2 separate regions of the Danio rerio genome follow, and region 2 is linked to region 1. The links are chromatin contacts, called in public Hi-C maps. All regions are on one chromosome and are shown on one strand. The core of a region is the stretch at or near the end of the contact, and the rest is flanking DNA. Distances in the headings are between cores, read along the strand shown.

What was found. Hi-C and Micro-C count contacts between places; a contact is called where the count stands out from the background.
Region 2: a Hi-C map of an unstated tissue shows a contact between it and region 1, with 2.5 times the contacts expected there. The contact joins the promoter of ddx52 here to the promoter of rbmx2 in region 1. A contact is called at or near these places in 2 of 18 Hi-C or Micro-C datasets (caudal fin and an unstated tissue) and 1 of 4 datasets of contacts at active chromatin or transcription factors (embryo).

The regions. Positions count from the first base shown.
Region 1 is chr21:41,942,276-41,946,168 of GRCz12tu, forward strand. rbmx2 (RNA binding motif protein X-linked 2) reads left to right here and starts at 1,965. Exons shown (of 7, transcript NM_001025166.1): 1 at 1,965-1,997; 2 at 3,399-3,514. The coding sequence starts at 1,993. LOC141379897 (a long non-coding RNA gene) reads right to left here and starts at 1,903. Exons shown (of 4, transcript XR_012396860.1): 1 at 671-1,903; 2 at 148-195.
Region 2 is chr21:42,161,501-42,165,116 of GRCz12tu, forward strand. It overlaps ddx52 (DEAD (Asp-Glu-Ala-Asp) box polypeptide 52), which reads left to right and starts at 1,707. Exons shown (of 15, transcript NM_001044315.2): 1 at 1,707-1,845; 2 at 2,483-2,693; 3 at 2,777-2,907. The coding sequence starts at 1,759.

The sequences.
Region 1 (3,893 bases), core at 715-3,214:
CAGGATGACACTGTCTGTGACAAAATATAAAACATTCAAAGTATTTTAAATAGCCACTTAAGGGCTAAAATGTACTGTCCACGTATGTGGCCACTAAGTCCTAGGAGATTAATGCTAAACAATTACTTGAAAAAAGAAACTACTTACTTCAAAAAGAAACTACTCGATCAGCCTGTTTTCTACACCCCATGACTCCTGAGCAAATTATGGGATTAACTTTTGTTAAACTCAAACAGAGAAAGGTTGGCAATCAAGTTTTTTTCATAAACAACAACAACAAGGTAACATTATTTTGCTTATTCTTGAACTAGCAGTTATTAAAAGACAGGAAAGAAGACAGACATTTTGCATATCACTGTTGCCTTTAAGATTTTACAATTATCGATGAGGGGACATTCTAAAATGCTTAGCATGAAAAAAGCTTAATGTACATCAACAAGAGAAACCCAATTTTTTGTCAAACTTTACTTGTAATTAACCCTAACTTCTATAAAAAGAACAAGTCCCAAGCAAAATAGTCTGCCAATGGGGTAAAAAAAAATCTTATGTCAAAAGGAGAAACAAGATTATTTTGCTCACCCCATCGGCAGATTATTTAGCTTGTTTTAAGGAAAAAATCACTTAATATTGGCATATTATTTCTCAAAACAAGACAATATGTTTTGCTTACCTAGAAAATGCTTCTTGATATAAGAGTAATTTTTTGATATTTGGACTAGAAACATGCCAAAAAAAAAATCCTAGAAAATAAATTATGCAGTGTAAATCCTAGTTTGGAACATTTGTGTTATTTTATATGGCCACAAAGGGAAATCAATATTTCACAATAGTATATTGCTTACATAAGAGTCACATGTCATTATACCTCAAAATAATCTGTCTTTATTAGTAAGATAACATTTTGGGGCTAATTTTATGATGAAAGCTCTGTAAGTTAAATTGTTGTGTGCAATTAAATTAAATCAGAGGCCTGCTGTGCTGATGGGGTATATGTACACTGACTTTTAATTTTAGTAAGGCAGCCCCAGGGCTTTCAGTGTCTTTCTGTTATAAAATTGCCACATTTAAGGTCTGATTTCTTTGAAAATTAGTGATCTTTACTGCGTGTTAGATATTCGATATGTGGGTTTCAGACCGGACAAGAATCACTGATTTAAATGACATTTCCCCCAACATGTTTACCCCAGTATTTTCTGGTATGAAGTTTCTGCAGCCTGCTGATCTTGACGGCGCTATCTGTACACGGTCTTTTATCTTGTTACTCTTGAACAACTGAATGAATGCTTAAGTCTATTTAACTGAAAGTGTTATTACATTACAACATCGATGCTGTGAAAGGAACCTTATGAAACTGAAAATAGTCACATTAAGCTTTCACCGGATGTTTATCTTTGGCTGAAAAACCCTATTGATTAAACATCTTGGTTGATTGGTTTGATAAATGTTAGAATTTTCCATGATATTTCTAATAAAGCTTTTCAACAAAGAATTGTTTATTTTGATAAATCATTTCTGTCAAATATGATGCTATAGCCTATTTTTATGAAGACATTAAGTTAATCATCACATCTAGTTTTCTCTTTGTTTCCTTTAGAGCCTGTTTAAGGTACAAAATAACAAAAATGCAGTAAATATTGCTGAAATTTTTGCTAATTCAACCATTTAAGCCTCTAAACTGAGGAAAATGTAGGCTATAATTCAATCAAACTGACAGAAACTATTAATTTTTAGCAGTGTTGTAAGCATGATTCGTTCGTTTGTTTGTTTGTTTATTTGTTTTTTGTTCATTTTTTTTATTATTTACCACTGTTTTAATGATTTAGCGAAATAATTTAGCTACTTTGCAATTAGCATGGTTTTACTACAAAAACGCCGTATGGACAGTCAGTCAAATACACATCCCACAATCCTTTTGTCTAAACCGGAAGACAATGGCACCACGTGTGGACTGCGAAAAAGAAACTATTTCCGGAGTGACTTCGATTCACCAAAATGAAGTAAGTGATGAGTTAAATGTTTGCGTTTGATTAAAATATTTTCAATACATTTGTTATACCGTGTTTCTTGTACGTTTGAGAATTTAATTAGACTATTCAGTCATGGAATGAAATGTCGATACAGCCAGAAGCCTCTGGTTTGCAGCAACAGCTAAAGCTAGCATAAATATAAACGAAAACTGTTACATTAAACATTAACATTCAGTTACATGTGTTTTACTGGAATAATAATATAATTAAAATATTTTTTATAATAGAAATGTTTTGTCGTGGAACGTTGTTCAATTGTTATTTACTTGTTATTGAGAAATCATTTTTAGTTTTATCAACTCATTAAAGTATATCTTTTTTCATAAGCTTACAACTGGTCAGAATAATAATCATTTTACTTTGTTGTGATATAAAGTCAATTTTTGTCTACTAAATTCAGATTTCTTAACTCGTCGTTATTTAAAACATTGGTATTGTGTTGTCTAAAAATGAATATAAACATGTATGATTCCTTTACGAAAACGATAATCTTTTGTGACCAATTATCAGTTTACATTGTATGTTGAATATAGAAGAAATGTTATCAGTGGGACAAAACTATTGACTTGCATAACAAAACCATATACATCAATGTTTATTGTGTTGACATCTTTAATTTTTAAAGATTTTAGGCTGTAAAAAGTGTCAAAGTCATAATGAATCTTGAATAGGGGTTCACGACATTGGGTAAAAAAAATGACATTGCGGTTTTTAGTTTTCTGCAATATACATTGCGATATAAATATGATTTCACAAAAGATTACCTAAATAACTCTGTGTAAACAATTCAAATATTTGCATGAAACATTATAAACAATTTGTAAGCATAGATAAATGCAGTAGAATGTGTTTGTTTGTTTTGTGTTTTATGGTTTTCTGTGGAGTCTAAGAATATTAAACTAACATTAATCAAATAACATTATATTGTATTAATTGTAGTAACTAGAAACAATTTTATTCTTTGTTAAATCTCTAAACTATAAAACTAAAATTTCTTGGTTTACTTTCACTTGTCACAGTTCCTTAAAACGCATCCAAATGAAAATCTTTCACTCTGTTAGGATTCAAATTTGCGATGACTCCAAAAATTATGTTCTGAAATGTAATTCCTGGTCATTGTAATCACAACTCAACACTGCGGATGCTGCAGTGTGACTATTGCATATTTGTACATTGCGATATCGATGTTAAAGCAATATATTGTGCAGCCCTAATCCTGAATATACTGCATTTTCTCATATTTTGGTTTAGTCACCATAACAGAATAATAAACAAAATGACATATTGTGGCCCACAAAATGAATGAACAAGCAAACATATATTCATTATCTGTCTTTTTTTCTGTTTTTTTTTTTTCTTCATTAAATGTAGTCCACTGACCAAAGTGAAGCTGATCAATGAACTGAATGAAAGAGAAGCTCAGCTGGGCATCAAAGAGACTGTGTCCTGGCATTCAGTCTATAAAAACAGCGCCTGGGTCTTCATCGGTGAGGAAATGATGAACATTATTACATAGTTACATTATGGCTGTGGACCAAAAGATAGATCAATCTGTCACAGCACTTCGGCAATCATTATTATAGACCAGTGGTGCCCAAACTCGGTCCTGGAGGGCCGGAGTCCTGGAGAATTAAGCTCCAACCCTAGTTAAACTTGACTGAACAAGCTAATCAAGCTTTAAATAGCATACTAGAAACTTTTAGGCAAGTGTGTTGAAGCAAGTTGGAGCTAAACTCTGCAGGACACCGGCCCTCCAGGACTGAGTTTTGGGCATGCCTGTTATGGAAGCTAAGATGCTGTCTGGATGGACTATATTTACATTCTGCCAGATGGTGGCAGCATTCATCTGTTTAACTAAATGTGTGT
Region 2 (3,616 bases), core at 457-2,956, 220 kb after region 1:
ACATCCTGTAAACCTATAGGTCTATATACAGTATGTGATACCTGTGACAGGCTATGTAGTTTAATCTGATTACTCTCAGATAAACTTTAATACTTTATCTGACACTTTTTTCATATTATTAATATTATTATTATTTAATTGTATACAGATACATGTGCATCTGCTGGATTACTTCATACTGTACTATTACGTAATTTCATTTCTGCTTTTGACTTGACCAGCTTGAAGACCATGATCCCCAGAGGCGTGCAGTCAGTAACGACTATACAGAAAAGTTTTCTCATGTGACTGAAAGCTCGATTTCCTTCTGTCATAGGAAGACGTTTATTTCTGTTAATGATCTATGGCTCTGGAATGCGGTGTGTAAACTCTCTCTGGCTTTCACTCTTTCGCTCGCTTCATATATGGAATCAATGAAATAGACAAGTTTGTGATAATAAAAACCTTCTTTGCATCGCAACACATCTTTTGTATGTTTGCTGGTTAGGTTAAATCAGCAAACAGTGAAAGTTTTCCAAAGTTCCCATATAATTTCATTTTCGGGGCCAAAATGAGAGAGAACATTCTTTGTAGGTCTTTTTTGTTTTTTTGGTAACCAAAAACTATCCGACAGTTTATTAAGAAACATTCTCCTAAAATAGACAAGCTTGCTAGAGGAATAAATACATATTTAGCTATTAATTTAGCCTATTCAAGTCCTGTGAAAAGATGATGCCAACTTTGAGGTCTCCATAATCCTGAACCAGGCCTAATCCTGAGCAGATGCTGTGGTGGTCATGAGAGGAGAGAGCATAAGACTGATTCCTGAAAGACCCAGTGACTGACCAGTCTCCGCATTGATCTTTTGGGCCAGCCTGTACAACCACCGGTGACCTGCTCACACCTGCAGCCTCTCCACAATAGATGTAGTGTTCTCCAGCCTCCGGCGCATAGACTGCAGCTGAGCACAAGAAGTTTTGCCAGAGGAGAAATGGCCGTCCCCTACTGAGCTTGGTTTCAGATTTTTTTCCCTTCACTTTCATCAATTTGAGAATTTTTGTTGCTCACCACTGTCATCATGGCTTGCTTGGTTTGGGACTTGTGGAGCTGCTCATCAATGGATTTGCTCTTTAGTGTTTGGACTTTTAGCAGGGAAAATTTAACCAACTAAACTGAACTTCAACTCTGAAAACTGGACTGACACTGTTTCAATTTACCAGAACTTCTATGTTAAGCTGCTTTCACACAATCTGCATTGTAAAAGTGCTATAGAAATAAACCCAAACTGAATTGAGTTGAACTATAATCAATATATAATTGAGCTTAAGAGAATTAAAATCAATATAAAAATACATAATTGCAATGTTTCAGTTGAATAATTTCTTACAAAATATTAAAATATATTCCAAAAGAAAGTGTATATGCTTGCATACTTTTATAAATCCACAAGTGTACCATAATATAATTTCATTTATCATTTTAATATAGACTAGTGTTATCATAAATGACCATGTACATGTATGTATGTATATATATAATAATATATATATATATATTATTGGCAGTTACACAAATGTATTATTAAAGGAAAAGAAAAGTAGAAGAAAAAACATTTAAATGACTTCCATAAATACCTTCTGGCCTGTGTGTTTATTAAAAAGGAAACAGCGCTCTCTTGTGAACAAGAAATGAAAAAAATAAGAAGGCGAAATAATCAAACGCCGAATGTACGTTAATAATGAAATCGCGATCGACTAGTCGTGTCTGTACTCAGCATCAATGGACGCCTTTGACTTGTTTAGAAAGCTTGGGTCTGGAGCAAAGTTTGATTTAAAAAGGTTTGCAAAAGATGCAGAGCGATTTAAGGTAGGTCTGATGTAAAGTACACAATAGAGCTCATGTCTATTAGGCTGTTGTTTCGTAAATACAAAGCAATGTGTAGTTTTCAACCTGAAATGCTCCCACATGGCTAACATGTGTTTTCATTTTCCATTGAATCTCTATGGGAATGCTAATGCTAATGCAAGTAAACCCAAGTAGCGCAAAAAGAGTGTTCGTACACAGTAGTAATATTATAAATACTATTAGACGTTTTAAACGTTTTGAATTTTACAGTTTGTTCTCGGTTGCACACCATATGTCATGTAATTTCAGATATTAAAGGGATAGTTCACCCAACAATCTGAATGTACTCATTATTTACGCACTCTCAAGTGGTTTCAAATCTTTACGAGTTTCTTTATTTTGTTGAACACTTAAGAAGATATTTTCAAGAAAGCTGAAAAGAACCATTGACTTTAACAGTAAGAAAAACAAGTACTATGGGAGTAAATGGTTACAGGTTTTCAGCTTTCTTCAAAGTATCTGCTTTTGTGTTGAAACAGAAGAAAAAAACTCATTAAGGTTTGAAACAAGTAAAGGGTGAGTAAACCCCATTTAAATATTTTTAAATATCAACATGCTAATTTAATGACTGCTAATTATTGTGTAATTCTTCTCGCAGGTAGGAAAATCTCAGAGCAAGGACAGCTCAGATCAGCTGTCCGGAATTAGATATTTTGGCAGAGAAACACAAGAGGACACATCTCTGGATTCCAGACCAAATGAAGATGATGCTGAAGAAGGAGAAGCAAGTGATGAGGAGCAGAAACAGGCTACAGAGTCAGTGAAAGCCGCTCGAAAGAAAAAGAAAGGAGCCAAGAGAAAATCTGAAGGTAAAGCACCTTTCAAGCTCTTCAAATATTTTATGTTAGGATTTAAATTTAAACCCCTCTTTCTCCATTTTGTGGTGAAACAGATGCAGAACCTGAGACAAGAGAGGGAGAAGGGATCCAATGGATGTCTTTGCAAAACAAGACGAAAGAGGCGAAGCAAGAGTCGAAAGACAAGCCTTCTTTAAAAAGGTTAAAGCAGCTTCATAATGAGAAGGTATGAGCATAGTGCATTAATGTGTAGAGAATATTTCACGTTTATTTTTCTTTCAGCAGGAATATTTAAAATGTCTGTTAAAGGGATTGTTCACCCAAAAAGTATTATATAATATAATTATTTACTCTCCCTTGTGAGGTTTTTAACCCTTGATGAGTTTTCTTTTCTTGAACACATAAGAAGATAATTTCAAGAATGCTGCTTGCTGGCACACATCGATTTCCTTAATGAGAAAAAGTACTATTGAAATCATTGGGTGCCAGCAACCAGCATTCTTCAAAATATCTTCTTTTAGGTTTAACAGAATAAAGAAACTCAAATAAGGTTAAAGGTAAGTAAATGATGACAATTTTCATTTTTTCATTACAAGTCCTGAACTAAACTAACCAGTTATGACAGAGCCGGCCCAAGCTTTCGGGAGCCCTGAGCAGAATTTGTTTGTAGGCCCCTCAGTGCAACCAATATCACTAAATTATCTTTTTTTTTTTTTAGACACTATAAATCTAAAATGCCCATTATCAATTTTTGATGTAGCTTTGTTGTTTGCATCATACAATTTTTCTTTTTGTAAAAGGGTTTATTCTGCAAAAACAACCACCTATATGTACATTATCTTTTTATTACATGGGTACATGCCACAAAAACAAATGATCGATCTGAGCTGTAATAATTTACTCTGTAATAATTTATTATCTCTTTAATAACTTAC